2 separate regions of the Zea mays genome follow, and region 1 is linked to region 2. A link is a contact called in public Hi-C data. All regions are on one chromosome and are shown on one strand. Each heading gives the region's core, a stretch centred on a gene start, on an enhancer-like site or on the middle of the called end of the contact. The rest is flanking DNA. Distances are from core to core; before and after follow the strand shown. Region 1 holds the start of LOC103629127 (Methyl-CpG-binding domain protein 4-like protein). Region 2 holds the start of LOC103629130.

Region 1 (5,976 bases), core at 704-3,203, 610 kb before region 2:
GGACCGGCCTGCGGGTTTAAATTTTGGTCCGAGCCCGATCTGAATTTTACATGGGGTTAAAAAACGTGGCTCAAACCTGCGCGACACACTGACCCGACCTGTCTGGGTCGAGTTTTTTTGGGCGGTTAGGGCCGGGTTGACCGGATCGGTAGCCCCTCAGGTCTATTGTCGGGGACGATGTCTTTTTAAGCTGTGTCTTGTTCTTTAGGGTGGGCGATCCTTGCTTGCGTGTCATGTGGTTTATTGATCGGGAGTGTTGGCTGACTGACTTCTCTTTTATTCCAAAAAATAAGAGGCGCATTTGGAATATGGAGCTTGCATGTGCGGGTCACTGTGCGTTTGATTGCGGGACACCAATGATAAGACCGTCCGTTGGCGTCCTCTATCGTCCCTCTAATTTTGAGGGACAATTAGGACAACACTGAATAATTATGTCCCAACCCTTGATACTAAATCAAACAATTTTATTTGAGGGATCGTCCTATCTCATTCTGTTTTATCATTGTAACCAAACACAAGAAATAACTGAATCTCATGGATTAGTTTTATAAATTAATATTCTGTTTGGTGTAGAGGCGCTTTTGTCCCCTTTCGTGCCCTGTGGGTAACAACCAGTAAACGACGCACAATACGGTAACGTAGCTGGGTTTTGTCATTTCAACATGCAATTGGAATTTGTAGGATGTTCTGTTTTTAATGTGTTCTACACTTTGCTCTGCTTGTTCTAAATTTTTGGTTTGTCTAGCATTTTTTTTATCACACGCACATATAATTTCGTTATATTATAAAAGATCCAGTATTCTTTTATCATCGCAGTCGTTAGATTCAACCTTTTTCTAATCGTACGATAGTCATTAAATAGCAGAAACATATAAACTTTGATGGACGGCCAGACGCAGCCGCACACCACCTGGTCACCGTCTTCTGTCAAATAGAACGGAGCCGTTCTGTCGCAGTTTTATTGTTGTTTGATTACAAAGTAACTAGAACATAGTGACTCCAATTAGAAAATATTCTTCTCAGATTTGGAACCATCCCACTCAAAAAATTAATGGAATGAAGCCGCTCCGTTCCGAGCCCGCTCGCACAGCTCGCCCTCTCATCCGTGCGCAGCAGCTCACGTGCCTCCCTCTGCAACCAAACAAAAAACAAAGACATTCTGTTCCAGTTCACTCTGCAACCAAACAAAAAACAGAGCCGCTCCGTTCCAGCTTACCAAACACAGAACAGAGCGACTCCATTCCTAGAATCAGGGATGGAACAGCTCCATTCTACTTGACTCCTCAATCAAACACTACCTTATAGTCCGACACAACCACCTAGATGTCGTTGTCCTCCTATTGAAGTCCACATCTCCACACCCCTATTCTCCATCTGCTCGATCATCGACTCTAGCTCTATGTCGTCGTCCTTGCCATCTCATGACATGACCGACCTGTGGCAGGGGATGAGATTGTCGAGCTCTAGGTGGTCTTGTTGGGTTGCATGGGATTGAAGTAGGTTGGAGAAGATTAAATCACTTTCTATTTAAATTTAGCCAATAAGAGATTCAATCTTCTTTAATCTCATTCAATCCACTTTTAACTAAACAAGCCCTTATAATTCTACCACAAATACATCAGAAAAAGACATATATTTTTTGAACGAGATTATTTTAGAGATTATGTGGCAACATCTTTTAGAAATTGTTCATAAAGGTCTGCCTATCTAAGTTTAAATTCAAATAAAAAATCATACAAATAATTATATTAATATATAATAATGACTCATTTATAGTTGAATAATATTATTATAGTACACAGGGATGTGTTATTTTTTTCTTCACACGCGCGAGTCACGCGTGCACTTCCACTAGTTTGCACAGAAGAGAGAGAGAGAGTGTATCGTCGTCCGTCTTTGCACGAAAAAATGGCAACTGTTTGTATTTAGTGGTGCGAAAGAAATATTTCCCATGTACTATTTTTTTCCATCTAGTCTATTTGTATTACGGTGTGTGTATTTTGGCGGCAACATCAGGGAGTTTCCCGCGAAAAATAATTGTGGCTGTCCTTGCCTTGGCCGCTTGGCTTCCATCTATCTATTCCTCCATTTTCACTGCGTTCGGACCCACATTCGTTCACTTCCCAATACTGGAGTGGATGGTAGAAAGGAGAGAGAGACCACACTATGTCGATCGCTTGGCTTCCATCTACAAATCCCGCCGCCGGCCCGCTGGCGATCGCTGAGGCGGTCCCCATCTCGATCTCCCTTGTCCAGTTCTTTTCGCCGGAGTGCACTATGTCGGCACTGCCGCCGGCAGAGGAATTGGATGCGTCGCATCAGAAGAAGCGGCGGAGGAGGAAAAAGCACAGGGAGCAGGTGGAGGCTATAGCGGCATCCTCGGAGCCTCCTCCACCTCCGGCAAGCCCGGAGTCCAAGCCCAAGTCAACAATTCCAGTCGCTCCCGAAACCCTAACCTCAGCGGCGGTGAGGGAGTCTCCCCGACCTCTGGGAAACCCGGAATCTAAGTCCGAGTCGCCGCTACTAGTCGCTCCCGAAACCCTAGCCTCGGCGGTGATGGCAGCGGCGGCAGTGAGGCTGGTTAAGGAGCGCGAGAGGAAGAATCAGGTGGTGCCACCGGCATCTCCGTTAATGGAGGAGCCCGTGTGGAAGGAGGAAAAGCAGCGTAAGAAAAGGAAACACGTGGGCGCCGCACTGGTGGTTCCATCGCCGCCGACTCCTGATGCGGCCCAAAACTTGCGGATGGAAGCCAAGATGATGGCTGAGGGGGCGACGGTGAGGAAGAAGCAGAGGCGGCTGAAGGCGGGGCAGGAGCAATCCGGCGAGCCACCATTTTCAATTGATGTCCATCCACAAGGAGGGGAAGAAGCTACTGATGATGGTGGCGTTGGCGTCATGGTCACTCAGTGTGTCAAGAGGAGCAAAAGCAAGAACTCCCGGGTTTTGAAGACGCAGCAGACACTGCCCCAAGGTTTTTTCCCTCCCATGGCCAATCCCAATTCCATTGATCAGGACCCCAATTATTCCTCACCTTTTGGTGCATTCTTTGCCCAATTCGCCTACAAACCTGCTAATATCGCTGATCGCCCAGCGAGGCTGCCTCCTCGAGGCCACCCATCATCTGGGTCTTCTCTACTCACTGGAAAAGAGACCTCCAAGGCTGCCTGGACAGCAACCTCAAACACCAAGCAACCATGCCCAGCCTCAGAATCAACCTCAGATTCACAAGAAGAGGCAAGGATCGAAGGGAAAGAAAAGCCTGAGAAGAAGATGACAAGGGAGATGGCAGTGAGGGAGTCTACCCGACATTTGGCAATACTGGAATCCATGTCTGCTTCCTCAGTCCCAGTCGCTCCCGAAACCCCAACCTCGGCGGCGATGACAGCAGCGACAGTGATGCAGGATAAGGAGTGCAAGAGGGAGAATCAGGAGGCACTGCCGGCAGCTCCATTAATTGAGGACCCTGTGCCGAAGGTAGAAAAGAGGCACAAGAAAAGAAAAGTGGCACAAATCACGCAGATGGAAAACAAGGTGATGACAGAGGGTGCGACGGTAAGGAAGAAACATAGGCGGCAGAAGGTGAAGCAGGAGCAATCTGGCCAAACACCATTTCTCAATGATGTCTATTCAAAGGCAGGGGAAGAAGCTGCTGCTGGTGGCGTCATGGGCAGTCAGTGTGTCAAGAGGATCGACCGCAGCAAGAATTCCAAGGTTTTGAAGAAGCAGCAGACACTGCCCCAAGGCTTTTTCCCTCCCATAGCCAATCCCGATTTCATTGATCAGGACCCCAATTATTGTTCTCCTTTTGGTGCATTTTTTGCCCAATTCGCCTACAAACCTGAGCGCCGGCAAGATGGGAATGGTTCGCCACTTCCTAGTACCACTGGTCGCACAGCGAGGCTGCCTCCTCGAGGCCACCCGTTATCTGGGTCTTCTCTGCTTACTGCAAAAGAGGTCTCCAAGGCTGCCCGGACAACAACCTTGAACACCAAGCAACCATGCCCAGCCTCAGAATCAACCTCAGATTCACAAGAAGAGGCAAGGATCGAAGGGAAAGAAAAGCCTGAGAAGAAGATGACAAGGGAGATGGCAGCGAGGGAGTCTCCCCGACATTTGGCAATACTGGAATCCATGTCTGCTTCCTCAGTCCCAGTCGCTCCCGAAACCCTAACCTCGGCGATGACAGCAGCGACAGTGATGCAGGATAAGGAGCGCAAGAGGGAGAATCAGGAGGCGCTGCCGGCAGCTCCATTAATTGAGGACCCTGTGCCGAAGGTAGAAAAGAGGCACAAGAAAAGGAAGGATAGGGAGGCTGCAATGATTATACCATCGGTGCCCACTGCTGCTGTGGCACAAATCACGCAGATGGAAAAGAAGGTGATGACAGAGGGTGCGACGGTAAGGAAGAAACATAGGCGGCGGAAGGTGGAGCAGGAGCAATCTGGCGAAACACCATTTCTCAATGATGTCTATTCAAGGGCAGGGGAAGAAGCTGCTGCTGGTGGCGTCATGGGCAGACAGTGTGTCAAGAGGATCAACCGCAGCAAGAATTCCAAGGTTTTGAAGAAGCAGCAGACACTGCCCCAAGGCTTTTTCCCTCCCATAGCTAATCCCGATTTCATTGATCAGGACCCCAATTATTGTTCACCTTTTGGTGCATTTTTTGCCCAATTCGCCTACAAACCTGAGCGCCGGCAAGATGGGAATGGTTCGCCACTTCCTAGTACCACTGGTCGCACAGCGAGGCTGCCTCCTCGAGGCCACCCGTCATCTGGGTCTTCTCTGCTTACTGCAAAAGAGGTCTCCAAGGCTGCCCGGACAACAACCTTGAACACCAAGCAAGCATGCCCAGCCTCAGCATCAATCTCAAGTTCACAAGAAGGTGTAAGGGTCAAGGGAAAGAAAAAACCTGAGGAGAAAACGACAATGGAGAAAAAGCCGAGGAAACCACCGATATTACTTAGTCCTGCCGAGAAGTGGTCAGATAAATACCGCCGCCTGCCGCTGGATCAGCTGGTGCCCCCACCACGCTCCCCCCATAAGCTATTGCAGGAGAAGTATGCTTCTGACCCCTGGAAGGTCATCGTAATATGCATGCTCCTCAACTTAACACAGGGAAAACAGGTGACACTTCAATTCTTTCTACTTTGTGTCATCTCTGTAAATGTTACTTGACCAAACAGTTATTTAGATTCATAGTCAGTGGCTTGATTCATCAGAACACTTTTCATGCTTGTCAAAGAGAAAGAGACTTCACTTTTTGTTTCCATGATAAATGAGTGCTTTAAAATGGTTGTCTGCGCCTACTTTCTTTGATATCAGATGATCAATTATATGTTTCCACAGTGCGCATAGGATTGACGAACAAGGTTTAATAATGGTTGTCTGTGCCTACTTTCTTTGATACGAGATGATCGATTTTATGTTTCCACAGTGCACATAGGATCCACAAACAAATTTGAATAGCGGACCACTTGTTATAGATACGCAACATATGCATGTTTGGGTCAAATCCTTTATGGATTATACTGCAGCCCAGAACAGGCTAGTTTATTATGCATTTTAAGTGTAACACACTAACACTGACTCAGATAGGTGTTTCACATTTGTTTATTTTTATGAATACTATTTATTACCCTGATGGTTTATGCTAGCTCATAAATTACTTATATAGTGTGTTTTTATTGCAATGCTAATTCAGCTAGGTGTTTCACATTTGAATTTATTATTACCAAGGCTATTCCCCTATTTGCTGTTGCTTTGGTGGAACATTTCATTCTTTGGATTCAAGGATTGAATTTTCTTTGTTTACTGGTTACTGCTACAGGTCAGGAAGAAAGTGAAGGGCTTCTTCAAGCGCTATCCTGATGCTCAGACTGCATATACAGCTGATCCCGAAAAGATGGCAGAGTATCTAGCACCTCTTGGACTGCAGCGTGTGAAAACAAACAGAATTCAGAAATTCTCTAAGGCTTA
Region 2 (5,444 bases), core at 2,640-5,139:
CGCCGGCGCGGGGTCGTCTCCAGACTCTACCACCGGCTTCTTCCCGCGACGATCCACATCGTCTTGGCCGGGATAACCGCCATATGGCAGACGATTCAACTCAAAAACCCTGTTCAAACGGTCATTCGACCCGCGAATATCCCAGCTACGCTGGCCCTCTGTCCTCGGCACGTACCGACCAACGATCCGCACCGCCCCATTCTCCGCCTCACGCACAAAGGCGGCTGGATCGCGGCTATGCAGATCAAGTGCGAAGGCAGGACTTCGCACCAGCTTCTCACCACAGGAAGGCATCTGGCGAGGGCACACTTCGCCCAACGCCCAGCCATGCGCCAAAGGCCATACCCCGTACGCCACAAATTCCTCAACCAAATCACGCCCGCTGCTCAGGCCGGCGGCGCACCGAAGGGCCCCTTCGTCCGCATCATCCTCCGCCACTTCAAAAGGCGGGTATGCTGAGTAAAGATGCGAGCACATCTCGGACACGGGGAGCCCCGGATGGTCTTCGACTGAACCCTCCGCGACGTAAAACCAAAACTCTTGCCAATTTCCCCACTTGTTGTGGGCGCAAGGAACCAACTCAACTACCTCCATCGTGGTCTTACCGGTCTTCGGCGTAAATGTACAGGACCCAAACTGGGCAACTTCATCTCCAATCATCCTCTTCTGCCAGTGCAGGCAATAGTACTTCGCGAAGACTTCGACTGATGGCTGTCCGCCGTACGAAGTCGTCGCCCAGACATACTTCGATAGAGCCACCATGGCATTCGGAGTCAACTGATGGATCTGAACATTAAATCTGCGCAGGACTTCTCCAACAAATCGGTGCGCAGGCAGGCGGAGACCAGCGGCGAAGAACACCTCGAACACAACCAACTCGCCCTCCGGCTCGGAGACTTCCTCCGTCCCCGGGACACGAGCGACTCCGCCGCCAAAGTAACCCAGCCGCTGCGTATCTTGCACGCGGACCGACGACATCCGCGACACACCAAAATCCACCGTATCGCTGGCGCGCAACTCCTCCGCCGCCACAGTACTCAGCGTTTCCTCAGATGACGCGTCGGCCGGCGGCGTAGTGGCAGCAGAAGAAGAAGAGGTCGGCATCGCTACGTACCGTCGGCGGCGGCGGGCGGTTTGCTTCACTCGAGCCAGATCTCCGGCGAACAAGAGCAAGGAGGGCAGACAAGCAGCAAGACGGTGGAAAAGGCGGCTAGGGTTTTCACGGAGCGTGGAAGGATAAAGTTCAAAACGCGCCGCCCACCGCCCCCTTTTATACACAAGGCGCGACGCTTCGGGAAACCCGCAGTCCAACAGTACGGTGTCAATCAACGGTCATGTCAAAAACCCCCGCGGAACCACTTCGAGCGAGGGCAGCGTCTCCACCATCTAGCGACGTCTTCGGCACCAGATGACTTAGTCGAACTGGTCCCTCGGAGGGCAAATGTTGGGGCGAAGGCGAAGACGCCACCCTTCGCTCGAGGCCTTCGCCGCGGTCGTTGGTCCAACGGAGACAAGACAACGGGCAAGGACACCCTTCGCTCCATACGACATCGGACGAAGACCTGTGACGAGGTCATCCCACCGTGCGGCCTCGTCCAGCATGGAGGCCCACGTGTGATCCGGCCCATTGTAACAGGCCTTGCGTGGCCGCTGCGTGTTACGAGCCTAATTTGTAAAGGCGCCTCTGTAATTACAGTCTGTAACCCCGCTTTATGGGAATATTTTGGGGATAACCTAGATGTCTGAGGGCATATGCGTCCTTAACACAAGACGCTAGGCACTCAGATACCTATAAATACCCCCGCACAGTGCCCTTGAGAGGCTAGATTAACAGAGCTATTGCCATCTTGCGCGAGAACCCTGTTTACGTCACTACACACCCCCGTTGGACCCCCTTGCGGCAGAGAGCAAGTTCCAACACACCCTGGTCTGGTGCACCGGACTGTCCTGTGCACCAGGACCGTACAATTCCAAACTCTTGAGCTTCGGGTTTCTCAGACGCCGCTCTGCTATAATTCACCGGACTGTCCGATGTGCCACCGGACTTTCCGGTGTGCCAGCGGAGCAACGACTCTTCGGCGCAACGGTCGACTGCATAGTGCCCCTGACACGCTATAGTTCGTGGCAGAAGTCAGAGCAGAGGTCAGAGGCGCACCGAACAGTGAACAATGCATGTCCGGTGCGGCACCGGACTGTCCGGTGCGGCACCGGACTGTCCGGTGCCACCAGAAGTCAGTGCTCTAACAGTCGAAACCGTCAGAACCCTAACAGTTGGGTGACGTGGCTGGCGCACCGGACTGTCCGGTGCGCCCATCGACAGCAGCCACCCCCAACTGTTGAATTGGTGGTTGAGGGCTATAAATACCCCCAACCACCCCCACTCCAACAATCCAAGCATTCACAACACCTCATTCAATACAAGAGCAAAGTGCAACACTCCAAGACACAAATCAAAGCCGCCGATCCAATCAAAGTCCCTAATTCAATTCTAAGTGCTTTAGGACCTGTGAGAGGATCGTTCTCGTGTTTCTTTGTTGCTCTAGTTGCGTGGTTGGCTTTTTTTTCTCTCATTCTTATTCTCAAAGCCTTGTAAGCAAAGCAAGAGATACCAATCGTGTGGTGGTCCTTGCGGGGTCTAAGTGACCCGAGAAATCAAGGAAGAAAGCTCACTAGGTCTAAGTGACCATTTGAGAGAGGGAAAGAGTTGAAAGAGGCCCGGTCTTTGTGACCACCTCAACGGGGACTAGGTTCTTTGGAACCGAACCTCGGTAAAACAAATCACCGTGTCATCTGCTTTATTTTCTTGGTTAATTTGTTTTTCCTCTCTCCCGGACTTGATATTTGTTCTAACGCTAATCCCGGCTTATAGTGTGTTTAAAGTTGTAAATTTCAGTTTCCGTCTATTTACCCCCTCTCTAGACGACTTTCAGTCCTCTTATGCATCTCAGTCTCAAATAGAGATGTCAATGGAGAATTCTCCAGCGGGGATTAACTCCCCAGACCCGTACCCATGAACGTAGACCCGCCCCCATCCCCGAACCCGAACCCGACCACGGGTACGAAAATCCTCCCATACCCATCCCCGACCGGGTACTAAATACCCATGAGTATCTATACCCGACCCGATTATTCAAAAATTCAGAAGTTTAGGTTTTTTTTACTTTGTTGGTTGTTGGCTCGGTGGCTTGGTGCTTCTTTTCCACAGGCCCATACGACCATACTTGGTCGGTAGCCCACCAGGCGTCCAGGCCACAAGTAACTGCTCACTGGATTGCTGGATGGTGGACTAAAAATCCTAGATGCTAGATTGTTCCGGTTCTAGGTATTTTTCCCCATGGGTAATCGGGTTTGGGTTTAGCCCTCCCAAACCCGAACCCGCCATACCCGATGGATAAGGAATTTATTCCAAATCTATACCCACGGAGATTTGTTTTAACCCATACCCTAACCCTAATAGAGGAATTCCCCACGGGTAATCGGGTTTCGGGGCCCATTGACATCTCTAGTCTCAAACACTAACTGATCCACATGTGGATGCTTGATCTTAGTTAGCCAGTTTGGACCTATGTCTATATAGGCTTATGTGACTGTAACTCTGTTAAAATTGTGAACAATATTTGTGATCTATGTATAAGAACACTAAATAAGCTAGGTTGTACTTTTTTTTTCTATCTAGAGTTTTCTTATAAGAGTGATTTTTTTAACTTAGATAGATTTTTAACGAGATATCCATTGAACTAAATAGCTTATTATTAGTTTTTTTTCAATGTTTCAACTAGTTCTGGTGAATGTCTGTGTATTGATTGTGGTGTACGGCACGGTCTATGCCGAGAACAAACCATTTGGCCTTTTATATCCTGAGTCCGACCGACCCCTCGTTTCCCAATCTCACTCTTCCTCCCTCCTGCCTGAAAAAATCAGATCCCGCGCTTCGCAGCGGAGTGCGTGCCAATCCAGCTTCCATCTCCCGCCTCCCCCACGCCCCCGGCCCCCCATCATGGCGTCCTCGTCGCCTCAACTCAAGGAACCGTCGTCCGCGGTGAAGCGGGCGTCGACGGGCCCGACGGCGCTGCCCGAGCGCAACAAGAGGAAGACGTCGCCCTCGCTCCCCGAGGCCTCGGGTGCCACACAGCAGCCGGCCAAGCGGAAGCCGCCGTTGTTCCAGCGCGCGTGGTCCCCCGGCGACGAGGTCCGGATCCTGGAGGCCCTCGCCACGTACCGCCGTGAACATGGCGGCCGCCTGCCAACGCCGGTTGAGCTATTCGGCGCGCTCGATGGCAGCCTCGAGAAGGAAGGCGTCGGAGCAAAGGAGCTCGCCATCAAGCAGCGCAGCCTCAAGCGCCGCTACGACCGGGACGTTATGAAGAATGCTCCGCCCGCCGATAAACACGAACGCCGCCTCTACCTCCTCTCCAAGCACGTATGGGGACGCGTTCCGCCAACCAGACCACCGGTTGCCAAGGTCCGAAGTGCTACTCAAGCGAAGTGCGCCGGCGCCCAAGCAAGCAACGCCGCTGCCCAAGCCCAAGCGAAGAGCGCCGACCGCCAGTCCGGCAAGGAGGCGCTGAAGCCCAAGGCCAAGACTTTGGATGAGATGCGCGAGCTGTATCCTTACCTGGTTGATGAGGCCACGATCCTTGTCGAACCGGCGGTGCTGGAGAGAGTGCTCCTCAACATTGAAGACATCGACGCCCAGGTGTTGGACAAGAAGATCAGGAAGGCGAGGAAGCAGCTCGCCGGTGCCATCACGGAATCGGTGAATTTAACCACATTGTCCTCAATTAATTAATTATTAAAACTTAGTCACGTTACGCAAAGATAGATTTCTGGTCTTTGTTTAATGATGATTGTGCTTAGAAAATAGTGAAAGCTTTTCTCGGTTCCCAGGTGGGGTACGGGAATGGATAAAATTTAGCTGATTAAGTTGTCTCAAGGTACTGACTAGACCTGCAACATATTTCAATAGTCCCAAATTTCTGTTCTATAGCACTGGAAGGGTACAGCTGAGCAAAAAACACAACTAAGGGTATAGGTGAGCACACCACCTATACCCTCAGCTTGCCGTTGCAAAATAAAATGCACAATAAAAGTTCCCACTGAAGGAAAGAAACTAAAAGGAGAGTGCACATGAGTTATTTATAAACCAAAAATTATTCTTTGATAGGCACTAAGTATCTCTGTCACCCCTCATGAGACAATAAATACACCCAAATTTCCTTGAAAACACTTAATGATTGTGCTTATAAAAATATAAGCTTTTCTCGGTTCCCAGGAGGGCTATGGGAATGGCTAAAATTTACCTGATTAGGTTGTCTCAAGGTATTGACTAGATCCGCAACATATGTTCCACTAGTACCAAATTACTGTGAAATAAAAACGTGGTAGCTAATTCAGCCCGTTGTTCCAGAATACAGAATTAGAGTTTCCACTGTGGGAAAGAGACT

Evidence for each region. Hi-C and Micro-C count contacts between places; a contact is called where the count stands out from the background.
Region 1: a contact with region 2 is called in a Hi-C map of ear, with 2.8 times the contacts expected there. The contact joins the promoter of LOC103629127 here to the promoter of LOC103629130 in region 2. A contact is called at or near these places in 3 of 25 Hi-C or Micro-C datasets (ear, root tip and tassel).

Annotation. Positions count from the first base shown.
Region 1 is chr6:24,867,322-24,873,297 of Zm-B73-REFERENCE-NAM-5.0, reverse strand. LOC103629127 (Methyl-CpG-binding domain protein 4-like protein) reads left to right here and starts at 1,953. Exons shown (of 4, transcript XM_008650318.3): 1 at 1,953-5,124; 2 at 5,828-5,976. The coding sequence starts at 2,167.
Region 2 is chr6:24,263,163-24,268,606 of Zm-B73-REFERENCE-NAM-5.0, reverse strand. It overlaps LOC103629130, which reads left to right and starts at 3,889. Exons shown (of 6, transcript XM_020539754.2): 1 at 3,889-4,756. The coding sequence starts at 3,998.